Linked DNA regions of Anas platyrhynchos: region 1 is linked to region 2. A link is a contact called in public Hi-C data. All regions are on one chromosome and are shown on one strand. Each heading gives the region's core, a stretch centred on a gene start, on an enhancer-like site or on the middle of the called end of the contact. The rest is flanking DNA. Distances are from core to core; before and after follow the strand shown.

Region 1 (2,772 bases), core at 167-2,666, 120 kb before region 2:
GAAAGATCACGAGGAGAGTGGGAAAAGGGAAGAAAGTGAAATGAGCTCAGAGAGATAATGCTGAATCATGGAAGTGGTCTGGAATAATTTTGACACTATAAAAAGGTAGAAAACATAAGATCTTGAGTTTAGGGATCGGGTTGCAATAATCAAAAAAATCAAGATGTGAGACAATTAGAAGGCAAGTGATAAGGAAAGGTTCTTCAGTGGTGCTCTATGCTACTGCTGCTGCATTCTTGTGATGTAACTAAAATCACATCAGTAACACCTGTACATTGATTAATAGATGTACCCCATTTAAAATAAAAATAAAAATAAAATATTTGTAGATTGATATTGGCCTATGTTCTATGTTGAAATTCGCAGTCTGAGGTTAATTTTATGACACTTCTAGGAAGTGACTCTGATTCTGAGGAATCTGGTCAGGAATATACCACAGGACTAGTGATAGAAGGCATCTGAAAAATGAGTAGATCCCATGTTTTCAAACAAGCAGGACACTAATTATTAAAATTTTCCAAAACCTAAAGGCATCCAGCCCTTGTACCAAATGTTCATGAAATGGTAACACTTTACTCCAGCAAAACAATAGCAAAAGTGTTACATGCCTTTTAGCTGTGAATTCAGGGTTTGAGAGTTTGTAAGATTTAAGTTGAAGAGGGGTTATTAGCCCAATCCCCTGCTCGCAGCAGGACAAATTTCAAGGCTATATCAAGTTGCTCAGGGTCTTCTCCTGTGATAGTCACAGACCCACCTATGCCAACAATGGGTGCAGTTCAATTCTTTGGATCTCACAGCCTGCTCTGGTTTTAACCATCACATAGCAGAAAAAGGTGCTGACCAGGTGTTATTTCTCCCTCTGGCTGAGGTCATTGCTCTTTTGTGTCTTCCTTAATTAAGCCCAAAGCCCCCAGTTAAGAGTTGCAGCTGGATCCTAGGACTCAAGAAGCATTCCCAAGTACCTGAACCAAGGCAGCTTAGCTCCCAGGAGTTTTGTGATTAATTAACAATCTCTATTAATTATTGAGCTATATTATATTACGGTGCAGCACTTGATCCCTTATAGACTTTAGAGAATCTAACTGGGAAACCATACTTACAAATGTGTTTATGACTTCTGCCCAAGTCTGCATCTTATTAGACAGCAGAGAACCCGTATGGGAGAGAACTCCCATCTGAGGTTTTTCTGTTGTTTGGTACGTAAACTCTGACTAAAGCATTTCCCGTGGTTAGGGAATTCATTATATCTTATTTGCCCATGTGAATTTTCTCTGGCCTCTCAGAGACTGAGGCTCAGCATTAGCAGACAAATCTTGTTTTGCAACTTAGAGAAAACTTGTAGAAACTTAGTACGTGTTAGAGCTCTCTCCTGCTGCCAAGTTTTGTTGAGGTTACAGGAGGAACTCCTCTGCCTCCCTGCCTTGCTCTCACACACGCATTCCCACATGAAAAATGCACCCATGGCTCTGTCTATCTGAAGAGCCTTTCTAAAGCGCCTTGCCTGGCACATTAATGGGGTGCACACCCGTTTCAATCTGATACTAGTAAGCTTCAGAACAGGCTGAAAAAAAAAACAAAAAAAAAAAAAAAAAAACAAAACAAAACAAAACAAAAAAACACGTTCAGCATTTTCTACCAGTGTGTTTTTGTGGACTGACCCTCTGTTCAGCATGCTGGTTATTTTGACACAATCTTTTTCCATATTTCAAATTCTGGACCTAAAATACATGTTCTGACAGCTAAGATTTAGGTGTCTGCACCTCTATGGGGTCCCCAGCTGCAAACAAACAAGTTAGATTATATAGGAATGTGACTCAATGGAAGCTGTTGGGGGCTTAGCTGTTGTTTCAGTTGGATGCAGGTCTTTGTCAAGGAAAACATGAAGAAGGACAAAAGAAGCCATAGTTTTCAAGTTTAACAAGCTTTTCCAGTTTAAACAAGCTGGGAGGCATTTTATAACAAATAATTCTGAAAGTGGATCCAGGACAGAATTTGGGATTAATCGGTAAGAATGAAATCAGTAAACAGTTCCTCAGTTCTTAGAAAACATTTTAATGACCTTCCAGAATGTGAAGCCAGAACACTGTGGGCAGAATGCAAACAGCATCTCTCTCATTCCAGGAATTCAATGCACATTTTTAAATCAGAAAATTCTCTATATGAAGTGCATTCAGATTTTTTTCAGACTGCTTTTGTGCACTTGCATCGATTCCATCACTTCATTTTTTGTTTTGTATGTTGGCGGAATGATCTCTAAAACTGCATATTCCTTTACAGATTTCTTACAACAAACAAATGGACCCTTGGCTCCTTCCAACTCAGTCATAATGTGCAACAGCACTAATATAAGCTGGAATCCTTTTTCTGTTATACTTTCTTCCTCTCTAAAGGCATGATTTAGTAGACTGCAGACTATGACTAGAAAGCAGAAACAGTTGACATGCCATTCTAGGCCTCTGTTAAATGCAATGGGGCATTGTCTAAATTCCTTGGGCATTCTGTTCCTCAGCTAGCATCCCATGTAAGCTGGGTGTAATAGCAACATCACAGTGGTATTTTGAGACTTGGTTCACTTTAGCTGGTGAAGTTTGTTGAACTGTAAATTGTATAGCTGCAGCTGTTACTGTGCAAGAGGTCTTAGCAGTTTTTTTTCTGATTTTTTATATATTTTCTTCTTTTTGGCATTCTGATACAAAACTGCCAAACAGAATCCGAGGTTTACATTTATGAGGCCTGTAATCATTCCATGAAGTTCAAGAAATCTGGCAGTGA
Region 2 (2,774 bases), core at 175-2,674:
GAAAGTAAGCCCTCTTTATCCAATTAAAGTGATTTTTGTATGTTTCTTTTACTATAAACTTATTTACAATTGAACACAAAAACTGCACACACACACAAAAAAAGTAATCAATCTAAAAAGAAAAGTTTGAAAAACTTGTGTCAATACTTCTAGTTCATGCTTACTAATCCATGTAGTTGCCACAGCTATTGTTTAAAAATTGTGGTTTTGGTTCCTAACAGAAATATTGTAGCAAGCCACAAAGTCACATAGAGGTTATACAGTGCAAGAATAAATCATCAGCTAACAAAATATCTCCCAAGCAAAATTGTAATCCAGCCTGAGCATAAGTCTGTCTTAATCAGGCATGTGCACAGTCTCATCTAATTTGCAGGGAAAAATTATGCATTTGACACTATGTAAATGTCTTGCTGCAAATGGGCCTTATTCGTAGATACCTTTGGTCACAGAGCCGTACTGTAATGAACTCTCAGTGGAGGCTGAAGGTGGAAACTGGGAACAAAGCTAGTGTTTCCTCTTCACTGACGAATGCTAAAAGTTTTTACACAGCTCAGAAGAGCACTGAGGCAAATGGAGAAGGCAGAGCTGCTAAGGAAGTTGAAGCCCAGCCCTAAGTATGAGATCAGGCCCTGTGCAACTCCCACCAGGTCCATAAAGCCCATGAGGAGGGGACGAGCTCCCTGGGACAGACGTGGGAAGGGAGTCAGCGCCTCGCCAACAGTTGTGTAGCTGACAGACCTCAGTAATTTGTGTTTGCCACTGCTCTTCCATGGCCACATGTGCTGACCAGTCCTAAGCAGGGGTCAAACACCCTTACAAGAACCTAAATATGCCTTGGCTCACTGATTAACCTCCACGGTGAAACGTAGTATAATTTCAGACATATTTTTTCTGGCTCCCATGACATCAGAACTCTTCTGGCTGTTGTATATAATTATAAAAATGTCCCTCTGACTTCTTGTTGCTGAAAATACACAGGCTGTTCTGTTTGTTGTTTTGTTTTGTAAAAAAAAAAAAAAAAAAAAAATTGTTCTCTCCGTCTTGTTTTTCTATTTTTGGCAGGTTCTGCCATGGAAGCTGTGGCAATTACTACAGCTGAAGTTGGACTAAGACTTAAGGTGACACCCTCTAGAATGAAGCTCTATAAAGGTACCTGGGCTTTAGTTTCCCTCCAGGGTTTAATACTAGCTCTTTCGTTTATATAGTACTCTTCATCAGAACAAGAAACACTGCTTGTTTGTAACTGATGCTGTCTACGATCTTACTAGCTTTAACCACAGAGTAAACTAACACTGCAGAAGGAGATGCAGAGTGGCAGAAAGGGAGTAGGCATCGAAGTACACCATGCAAGAGCCTGAGTAATGGGCAAAAAATGGGAGTATAACCCTATGACCATATTTAGTTTCCACATGTGAATCTTGGCTGGCTGAAAGCTGCCCCGAATGCCAGCAAAGCCTGAGAAGCTGGAAATCTTTCACTGTGCATACAAGCAGAGTCATGACTCACGCAGAAGAGAAATAGTTTTCTTTTGCAAGAGGAACATTTTTCGTTATTGACCAGGGAGACACCCAAAAATAGCTTTGCTTTCTGAGTGAGTCTGTCAATACACAGCAACACTGTGGAGGTACAAAAACTGAAGAAACTCCAGGAATTTGCTAATAAGAAGTAGAAATCTGTGTTTAAAGAGAGTAAGCCAAATTCACTGAACATGTCAAATCCTTAAAGACGATGAATTAAAATTAAGGTAGCTTGGACTGTTCAATAAATTCCAAATGTCAGACAAAGAAATGAAATGACGGTCCAAAGAATATTAATGCAAGATATTTAAAATGCTGTGCAATTTAATCTCTTTGAGTAGGGAGCTCATTGTATAATCTCATTTACATTGTGTTTTATTTCTGATGTAATACATTTTCAGCATCAAAAGTGAAGCAGCATTCAACTTCTGTGAAAGATAAAGCACTCTTGATGCTTCTTGGAAAGGAAGAGCACTTCCGAGAATCACAGATTTTTTGAGCCTGTTTCCACCAAAACCATTGGAATTTTCCAAATTATTTCAATGGAAACTGAAATAAGCCAAGGGAAATCCCACCCCACGGTGAGGGAGAACATCATTAAAAGGTATGAGTAATCAGAGAAAAAGGCAAACAGGACTTATTTCAATGCTTTTTATTTTTTTTTTTCCTTCATGGTTTGCTCCAGTGACCCTCATCTTCTGATCTTAGAGTCCTTTTCCAACCTAAATGATTCTGTGATTCTAACGTTTATGAATGATACTGACCTAAACCAGCTGAAAATTAGGCTCTCGTCAACCAAAATGAGCTCACTAAGCTTAACACATCTTCCATCATGTTTACCCTGCTGTGATCTGGCTTTCTCCAAAGCACCAAATTTCACCCACAACAGCAAGAGAGCGCAACCAGCCCCGGGCAGCAGGCCCCGTTTGGTGAGGCACAGCACAGGGTGCTACGGGGGCAAACGTCTCAGCTAAAAGGAGCACTTTGGCTGTATTTATCTTTGCTTAATCCACGAGGACACGCGTTGTGCGGTCAGAAAGCGCCGCTCTTGGGTTTTAGTCTAAATTAGGGAGAAAATCCACGGCCAAGCAGGCAGCCAGCAGCAGGCCGCACCCCCGGGGCACGGAGCCTGGTGTAACCGCGGGCAGCTCCGCAAGGCGAGGCTGCCCTCTCCTGGCTAACCGCGGCGGCCTGCTCGGGAGAAAACGCTCTGGAGCTCAGGAGGGAACGAGTTGGATCCCGCTTAATCCCATTTCT

Evidence for each region. Hi-C and Micro-C count contacts between places; a contact is called where the count stands out from the background.
Region 1: a contact with region 2 is called in a Hi-C map of subcutaneous adipose tissue, with 5 times the contacts expected there. The contact joins two enhancer-like sites. A contact is called at or near these places in 6 of 8 Hi-C or Micro-C datasets (F1 follicle, F5 follicle, liver and 2 more).

The regions. Positions count from the first base shown.
Region 1 is chr1:26,734,240-26,737,011 of IASCAAS_PekinDuck_T2T, reverse strand. No RefSeq gene overlaps it. Among named protein-coding and RNA genes, the nearest start is that of TES, 34 kb to the left of the region's middle. Within about 2 kb of position 1,416, at least 3 of the 8 cell types and tissues checked have an H3K27ac peak or open chromatin away from gene starts, as enhancers often do. A contact at or near this core is called in subcutaneous adipose tissue, where this site is marked.
Region 2 is chr1:26,610,616-26,613,389 of IASCAAS_PekinDuck_T2T, reverse strand. MET (MET proto-oncogene, receptor tyrosine kinase) reads left to right here. Exons shown (of 27, transcript XM_038173479.2): 2 at 1,063-1,149. Among named protein-coding and RNA genes, the nearest start is that of MET, 24 kb to the left of the region's middle. Within about 2 kb of position 1,424, at least 3 of the 8 cell types and tissues checked have an H3K27ac peak or open chromatin away from gene starts, as enhancers often do. A contact at or near this core is called in subcutaneous adipose tissue, where this site is marked.